Linked DNA regions of Sus scrofa: region 1 is linked to region 2. A link is a contact called in public HiChIP or PLAC-seq data. All regions are on one chromosome and are shown on one strand. The core of a region is the stretch at or near the end of the contact, and the rest is flanking DNA. Distances in the headings are between cores, read along the strand shown. Region 1 overlaps LOC106507918 (a long non-coding RNA gene). Region 2 overlaps LOC102166141 (a long non-coding RNA gene).

Region 1 (4,197 bases), core at 1,499-3,998, 220 kb before region 2:
AATTACAAGAATAAAATTAAAATAATGTCTCACATTTTAGGTACCATATAATTGTACTTAAATTGCTATGATTACTGCAGTTGTTATTTCAAATAACAGAATGCTGAGATTGTTTCTTGGGTTTTAAAGAAACTCATTAGAGGAAAAACAGAACCTAATGGTTTGGAGTCTCTGCTGTTGATCAAAGGCAAGATGTGGTGCTAATTCCTTAGCAAGCAAGCCTCAAATGACATAAAGAGACTCCTGTTTGATGACCCACCTCGGGCCTTTTCTGTATCAATTGTTGTCAACACCTCCAAGGCGAAAGTTGGCATTTGCCTGATGCAGCCAGGATTCCACACATGCGGAGAGTGGGTTAAGGGGATTCCTCATGTGCCCATGTGACCCCCCTAGATTTCCTTTTTCCTTCTCTTCAGGAAATCCCCTTCCTTATCTGATTCTTTTTTCTATAAATAGATGCAGTATGTTTGGAAGGCCATGACTACCTCCAGATTTGGATGGGAAGCTTCTGTGAGAAATAAGAGTCTTTGCTGTGGCTTCTCCGTAGCACTGAACCCTTGCCCACGGCTGCGGGGAGGCGAGCGGCCAGCAGGTGGGGAGAGACCTGCCCACAGAAGCCAGAGGCCCGCGCCCCGAACAGAGCTGAAGATACACTCACCTTGACTCCCCTCCCCTTGGGAGGGTTGCCCTGTGTGAGAAAGCGCCCAGGATGCAGTCTGTCAGATCCAAGATCCAATTTTACCCGGGTACACTTCTCACAGCTTTATAAGCTCTGGTTTCTTCATCTGTAAAATAAACACTTCTCAGTGTTGCAATGTGGAGCAGATGAGGAAGCAGGCACATACAAAGTTATTTTGCAGATCACAGAACCCCCTTTCCTCCCATTCTCCTCTCCTTTTTCTACCACACATGACGACGAATCCCAAAACATAGCTCCCGGATTCCTCCTGCAAGACAGGCTCTGTCCTGGCAACACCAGGACACACAGGCCCTGGTGATTATCCTGTGGGACATTCCCCTAAAGGATCTGCAGGGCCTGGGTTTTCAGGGCTAGCCGAAGTTACCTCGATGATGGCTTATGCCTCTGGCAGTTGAATCACATGTATTCAAACAATTTCACAATTTATTAGGGTCTGTCTTTTCCCTTTGCTGTGACAGGAGATATAAAGAAGAAAAAGGGGAGTTCCCTGGTGGCTCAGTAGGTTAAGGGTCCAGTGTTGTCACTGCTGTGAACATCCGCATGCCTCGGGCACAGCCAAAAAAAAAAAAAAAAAAAAAAAAAAAAAAGGAAGAAGAAGAATGAGAAAAACAAAAAGAGAAAAGAGCTTAGAATTTTGCAGAAGAAACCCAACAACTAGATGAGTAGTATAGAACTAACCCAAGTAATGGATGGTGGACAAAAGTCTGCCAAACTTGTTGACACTCAGAGCGGGAAGGATTTGGCTTTGATGTTCAACAGCAACTCAAGCGGCACTCATCCAGGTTAAGTGGGGTTTAGGGAGATACATGCCGACGTGGGTCAGGGTCTGGGGGCCTCCAGGAAGGTGTCCACATGCTGACTTGTCTTCTGCAGTCAGAATGCTTTCCCAGCCCAGAGCTGTCACAGTCCACCTTTTTCTCAGCTTCTTGGAGGAAAAAAAAAAAAACCCAAAGGGAGCCTGCAAGTGGATATAGTAAGTTCTTTGCAGAACATGTCCTTGGCCAGGCTGGCTCTGCTGCCCACTGGTTGTGAGTATTTGGTGACTTGCTGGAGGTAGGGCCTCAGTCTTTGGGCGTGAAGCTTTCCCCCGAGCCCAGGCTCTCTTCCCGCCCGCCTCCCTCTATGCTGCGGAGAGAGGATGGGGATTTCATGCCTCAGTGAAATACTTGGCACATCTTCTCATTCAGAGAACTTCAGACTCTCTGCAAGTACGACTAAACTCAGCTCAGTGCCCTTCGGTTAAGGTCATGGTTATTTAGTGGCCAACATTTTCTAGGCAGGAACTCCCTAGTTCTAGCTGATTATCAGCAAATACCCCTTTATTTCTCCTCTTGTGTAAGCATTGGAAGGGAGGCCTTGACAGGCTAGCTTCTGCTTTTCTTGACTTACTTTGCTCTGATTTGACCTACAGTAATACCATTTCCCCTTAATTAGATCAGGTCATCTCCCATATCGGAAAATTCCCAGCTGATGTTGGACAGAATAGGCAAAGGCAGGCCTCATAGCCTGGAGGGCACTTTGAGTTAAACTCTGATGCCAACCTGGCACTTTCAGTTTTGAATCTCCTATTTTCCAGCCACTATTTATCTCATAATGATGGGCTGGTCTGTTGCAAGTTTTGGAGAGATTCTGTCGGACCTCGTTTGCCCAGCCCACAAATGTCTGAGGCCAAAACAGGGCTGTGTTGAGTGAAAAGCGAGGCTTCTTGGTTCTGGCTTCCCTCTGCCAGGGCAGCAGCACTGGGACCCTTGCAAGTTGATACCAAGTTTGGGAGGGGTGCCCAGTTGGTATTTCACATGGGTTTGCAAATACGTCTTTCCTGTGTTGGCCACTTGTGACCACTTGGGCTCCTTCTGGGGAATGTCTCCCTGGAGTTTGCAGTAAAGCTCCCAACTGAGCAGAAGAACTGGTACTTGGCCAAGGCTGCTCTCGTCAGCTGCCACTGAAACCATGGCAACCACCCGAGACACTGCTACTCTGGGGGTGCTGTGCCTGATGTCAGGGTGTGTCTGCCCAGCCAGGGCCATCATCGTGGGCCTGCCAACGGGGCTGCTGCTCACAACAGATGTTGCCCGAGGGCTGGTTCTGGCGTGAGCTCCGCCAGCCTCTGTGTGGCAGCCACTATCGGAGTCAGGCTACAAATGCTGATGTGCCTGCTGTTTCTCAGGATCACAGTCTCACAGTGTCCATGACACTCAGAAATGGACTCGCTGAAGTGTAAGGACAGATCTTTTTTTCCCACTTTCAGGCCACACTCACCCTTTAGGCCAAGGTGGTGCTGCTTTGTTCTCAAAGTCTTACAGAGAGTTTTGCCCCATAACAGCACTTTCTATTTTTACTTGCCTCCTGCTCTCCCCCGTTAAGACCCTGCAGCTTGGGCACTGCGGATAAACCAGTGGAAGATCTAGGTCCTGGGCATCCTGCGGTTTGCTCCTCCCACAGAGCATGACACTGAACCAATCCTGGGGATGCTTCACTCCCTTGGACCATAAATCTATCTTCCATCCTCCTTCCAAATTCCAGCCAGCAACACAGTTTGTAAACCTATTTTGTTGCTGGGAAGCCTAACAGTGTGGTTAATTAAAGATTTAAGGATAAAAATAAACTCCACGAGGATAAAATTATGTGGCAAATGGAAAAGATACAAATAAAGAACATACCATTTCCAGGTGTTATGTAAGAGAGAGTTTTCATGTATATTTTAAGTGGATGAAAATGTTTCAAATTGTCTAGATGTTGATTCTACCAAGACACATTTCAAAGTGATGTGTACTTTTCTTTTAAAATATTAACACTTACAATCTGCTGGAAACTACGTCCTTGGCAACCATTTAAACTTATGCTGAAAGATCTTGGATGTTATCTTTAAAACAGGTGAGAAAGTGCAGAGTTCTGTAAAATTCTTTCTCTGGTGGGTGGCGAGCTGTGAGCAAAAATGTTTGAAGACCCCCAGTTTAGACTGTTTTGCAATGATGCTCTGAACAAGTGACTTCTATGAATTTTATTTCACAGATTGTTTTCTTGTTGTTGTCTTTTTAGGGCCGCACCCGCGGCATGTGGAGGTTCCCAGGCTAGGGGTCGAATCGGTGCTGTAGCCACAGCCTACGCCACAGTCACAGCAACGCCAGATCCTAGCCACGTCTGTGACCTACACCACAGCTCATGGCAATGCTGGATCCTCAACCCCTTGAGCAAGGCCAGGGCTCGAATCTAAGTCCTCATGGATACTAGTCAGGTTCATTTCCACTGTGCCACAACGGGAACTCCACACACAGATTGTTTTTTCATTTATATCTTTTATATTGTGTTTGTTTAAACTTATTTTGTGCTGGAAACCCTGAGAAAAATTGTGTTTGAGAGTGAACGTTAACTTGGCACATCCTCCATCCTCAAGAGACTGCTCCAGAGTTCCCGCTGTGGCTCAGTGGGTTAAGGCCCTGGTGTTGCCGTGGTTGTGGTAGAGGTCCCAGCTGCAGCTTGGATTTGGTATCCATATG
Region 2 (4,555 bases), core at 1,375-3,874:
AGACCCTGACAACCTTTTCTCATTCCATGGAGCCCTTCTCCAGGTAAGATACTGTTCAAGCAGCTGGCACACTTGTTGTTGAGATTCGCATAGTTCACTAGATAAATCCCAGGTACTCCTTCACCTGTTTACTGATGGTCCTAATCAGCCATTCTCGTTTTCTTGCCTCTTTCTCTCCAGATCATTTTCCTTCAAGACACTGCCTCTCTGGATTGCCTGTTAGCCTAGCAAAAATCTTGGAAGGAAATTAGCTCAAAGAAGGACTTCCTGTATCTATCTGGAAGAGATACCTCTAAGCTTTCTTTCAAATAGTAATAAATGCTTGAAATGCGCCCTCATCCAGGTAGAAATTTCCTGCTGACATCACTTTACCAGGTAATGTTCCTTTTCTTCCCTGCTAAACATATTCACTTCATGGTACACAATACAAATGTCTTTCTATATATCAAACACGCCCCATCACAGACACCTGTAAATGACCAAATGAGTTCTGTGAAGGACAGAAAGCCATTTAGAGCTTATTAAACATTATTTGGGCCATTTACAATCAATGCGAATTGAGCTGAGCAGAGTCAAAATAAAACTTGAAATGGTAACTAATTTTTCCGGTTCTCTTTACCTTGCAGAACCATCAAAACAAAGATCTCAAAGTCCATGTATTAATCTGTCTCTAATTGAAGGCCTTGTTTTCTCTAGGCAAGATCTTCAATAATGTCATTCTTTTTTCCTGACTTCTGACCCAGGAGAACAGTGATTGGCTGGGCCCAGCACTGCCCTCCTCCCAGGGAGGCAGGTGGAATGAGGCCTTAATGTCCTACTACCACCGTGGTGGTAGGAAAAAGATTGTTTCTCAATTTTTCCTTCTCATCCCCCGACTCTCTCCCCACCCCTCCCTGCATGCCTGCCCCTGCCTTCTCCTGCCAACCATTTCTTGCTCTTGGTTAACTGTTTAAACCTCCCCCCCTTTTTGGGATAATTACAAAAGGCAAACTATCACTTTTCTTGGGAATAGTGATAGATACAAATAAACTGTGATTATAAAATTAATACATATTCACGTTAACAGGATTTTTTTTTTTGAAAATACAAGAAATTAGATGAAATATAAGTTCCTCTGTAACTCTACCTTTCAGAGATACGGATCTCAGAATTTTGATGCCTCTGCTTTTTTTTTTTTTTAAATTAAAAAATTGAGATAATGTAGCTCCTGCTGTGGCTCAGTGGGTTAAGAACCTGACCCAGTATTTGTGAGGATGCCTGGCCTCGCTTAGTGGGTTAAGGATCTGGTATTGCCATGGCAGTTGTGACTCCGATTCGACCCTTAGCCCAGGAACTTCCATATGCTGTAGGTGTGGCCATAAAAAGAAAAAAAAAATTGAGATCACTTTTTAATATCAGATCTCCACTTAACACTATTTGGCAATCATTTCTTATGTCATTAAAATTATTACTGGAGTTCCCACTGTGCAACAGGATTGGCAGTGTCTCTGCAGCGCCAGGATGCAGGTTTGGTCCTTGGTCTGGCACGGTGGATTGAAGAATCCAGCGTTGCCATAGCTGCAGTATAGATTGCAGCTGTGGCTTGGATCTGATTCCTGGCCCGGGAAGTCCATATGCCTTGAGGCAGCCAAAAATAAAAATAAAATAATTATTAAAGCATGGTTTAATTTTTTTTTTTTTTTTTTTTCCTGCAGCTATAGCAAGAGGAAGAGTTCCTGAGCCAGGAATCACCTGTGCCACAGCAGTGACAATGCTGGGATCCTTAACCCACTGAGCCACCTGGGGCCTCCTAAAGCATGATTTTAAAGTTGTCATCATATCACATCCTGTGGCTTCATCATTGTTCATTCTTCTATTCCCTCGGTATGGGGCAACTAGTCTCCTTATGATTTTGCTACTGTAAATAATACTATAACATACTTTCCCCTCATACATCTGTGGCGTTTTAATAGGGGACATTTGAAGACTCCCAAGAAATGTCTCTTTAACACAAAACTGCAGAAATCGGTTACAGGAGGAGTTATAATTTTGAAGGAAAAAGACTTTTGCTTCACTTGCCTGCTAAAAAGGTGAACTACCTTTGTGTGTGGCTGAGGTCAGAGATGGATGAAGCAACTGCTAGGTGATCACCGAGGTAGGAGGAAAGAGGGGTGAGAAAGCTGACCAGTCTTCAACTAGTAAATGGAGATCACAGGCTTCCTATCTTCCACTTTCCACCTATCATTCCAAAACGGAAGTAAGGCTGGCCCCTCGTGTGTGTTCATGTCCACTCTTCCCATTGTCTGACTTGAGACACACACTGTATAAACCCTCGATGACAGGCTGCTAAAGGAAGAGCTAAACCCATGAATTAAGAGTTCCTCAAAGAGAGGTGTGGCTGAGGCAGAAGTGACAGCTTCATCCCCTCCCAGCTTCCATTGTTCCTGAGTACTCAGTAGATGTACTTAGTACTTAGTAGATGTACTTAGTACTTCAGATGACTGCTGTTGGGCAAGTTCTTCCCAGTAGAAATCTGCAGAAGGACCCTGCCTCCCCCTAGTGGATGTTAGCGCGAGGTGAACAGGCGGATTCTCCTGCAAGGTCCAGAAGCCAAGAATCGTGTCCTTACATGCCCTCCTGAGATAATGGAAGCTGTGTTTCTGGAGGAGACTCCTCCCACTCCATAGAAGCTCTTGTCTTTCGCCAGCCATCTGTGTCTACTGCTGCCACAAGACAAGACATCAGGGGATGTTTTCTCCTTCAGGGCACTATCCCAGGCTCTTTTCTTTTTTAAATTACTTCAGCAATCTACTGGTTGTGCTTCTTTTTCACCAGTGTTAGAAACTTCTGTCCAGATTCACTTTATGCTGTGTCATGAGGCGTTGCTAATACAAACAGAGGCCAGAAGAAAGCAGCTGGGAGCCCGAGAATATTCAGATAAATTATTGGAAAGTATCATAAAGTCACTTCCTTTTGCTTTCTTGTAAATGTGAAATTTTAGGAACATTCAGAAAAACAGAAGAGAATATTTACAAGAGTTACCAGCAAATCCTCTACTTAAGGCTACGTCCAAAGACTCTACGATATTATTTCCGGAGCTTAGCCAGGCCCCTCAGATAACCACGTTGCTATTTTCAGAATGAAGTGAGAAGCGTTCATAAATGAATTGTCTAAACCCTTTATTGATCTCTTGACGAGCTTATAAAGAAGTCTAGCTGTAGCCAGAGGAGGGGACTGGCTCCTGTAGAGAACTTCCTTCCTCCCTCCCTCCTTGCCTCCCACCTGCTTACCTACCTCCCACCTCCCTACCTAGCTCTCTACCAAACTAGCTATTTGCTTCCCTCTCTTCCTTCCTGCCTACCTACCTACAGCAAACTGCTCGTGCTCGAAAGCTGGGTCTAGGTTTTCTTACTTGCAAAATCAGAAGACTGAATTCGATGAGATGTAAGCAGCTCTTCCAGTTATAACTGGAATGAAAAAACAGCACTGGGCCTCCTCTTAGAGAGGAATCTACGAGAAGGTTCCTTCTCTCTGTCCACTATCATCATGGTTTGCTCATGATCTAAGGTGAGTTCCAACAGCAATGCAGGAACTATTTCCTTTTTCTAATTCTTCGCTCAAGTTCCCCTGGATAGTCCATCGCTTTTACAACCAGGGCATCTGAGCAACTCAGCCAGTGCTTGCTGACCAACAGGCAGCCTTCTAGGACTCAGTGCATCGTCACAGTGGCTGGAGAAAAATGTCCCCTATTTTATGGGAATCTTAAGACCAAGTCTGCTATACTCAAATTCTTTGCCTTTTATTTAAAGTGAGATCAGAGTGAACACTATAGCTCTGACCTGTGCAAATACAATAAGCACTTCAGTCCAGAAACAGTTTTACCTCTTTTATTAGGTTGGGTTTTCAGTTTGTGTTTGAAGAGGAGCTATTTATGTTCTTGCAAACAAAGTGCTGGAGGAATGGAATTTAAAGGATGTCCTTGAACGAATTCAGGGGGTTTTATTTCAAGAGGCTAATAAGCTGTGTATTAACCCTTCATCTTCTGGTGCATATCATCTCCACATTGCTCCCCTGATGCCTGGGAGAGATGAGTGGTCAGGCGGCCTTGAGAAAGTCACTCCCTCCGTGTGCTGGCTTGTGACTGGAAAATGAGAGGGCTGATGGTGACAGCCTGACCACAGGGAAGGAAAAGAAGTTCAAGATGCACAAGTCTGCTGTGGGAGAGATGGGGCCTACTGACAAAGACTCAGTTATTTGGCTCATTCGTGACTTGGTGTTTTCAGACCTTAGTCACAACTATCCTGGTGAAAGAATGCATGAGCTTAAAAAAAATAGAAGTAGCCTATCACAGCTTCGGTGTGCCTGATACAAAGTCAGAAGAGAGCTGCAGATTTTATCATAAAATCTGTCGGACAAAAGTGCAGTTAGCCAGGCGGGGTTAATTGGAACGCTCGCAGACCACTCTCCTGCCTCTTTAGTGTAGACAGTGGGCCCCGGGATTTCACCAAGTCACTTTGTTTTTAGCTTTCCCTCTACTAGCCAAAGCTTAGTCATTTGACATCTCTTACTTCTGGAT

The links. HiChIP or PLAC-seq counts read pairs in DNA pulled down with a chosen protein or histone mark.
Region 1: a contact with region 2 is called in an H3K27ac HiChIP or PLAC-seq map of skeletal muscle. The contact joins two enhancer-like sites. A contact is called at or near these places in 1 of 47 Hi-C or Micro-C datasets (embryonic fibroblasts) and 1 of 2 datasets of contacts at active chromatin or transcription factors (skeletal muscle).

Annotation. Positions count from the first base shown.
Region 1 is chr10:50,480,807-50,485,003 of Sscrofa11.1, reverse strand. It overlaps LOC106507918 (a long non-coding RNA gene), which reads right to left. Exons shown (of 5, transcript XR_002336368.1): 4 at 659-785. Among named protein-coding and RNA genes, the nearest start is that of ARHGAP21, 59 kb to the left of the region's middle. Within about 2 kb of position 2,748, at least 26 of the 83 cell types and tissues checked have an H3K27ac peak or open chromatin away from gene starts, as enhancers often do. A contact at or near this core is called in skeletal muscle, where this site is marked.
Region 2 is chr10:50,261,675-50,266,229 of Sscrofa11.1, reverse strand. The region is part of intron 3 of LOC102166141 (a long non-coding RNA gene); the gene reads right to left. LOC102166227 (a long non-coding RNA gene) reads left to right here. Exons shown (of 4, transcript XR_002336361.1): 2 at 1-43; 3 at 181-375; 4 at 1,695-3,848. Among named protein-coding and RNA genes, the nearest start is that of THNSL1, 47 kb to the left of the region's middle. Within about 2 kb of position 2,624, at least 45 of the 83 cell types and tissues checked have an H3K27ac peak or open chromatin away from gene starts, as enhancers often do. A contact at or near this core is called in skeletal muscle, where this site is marked.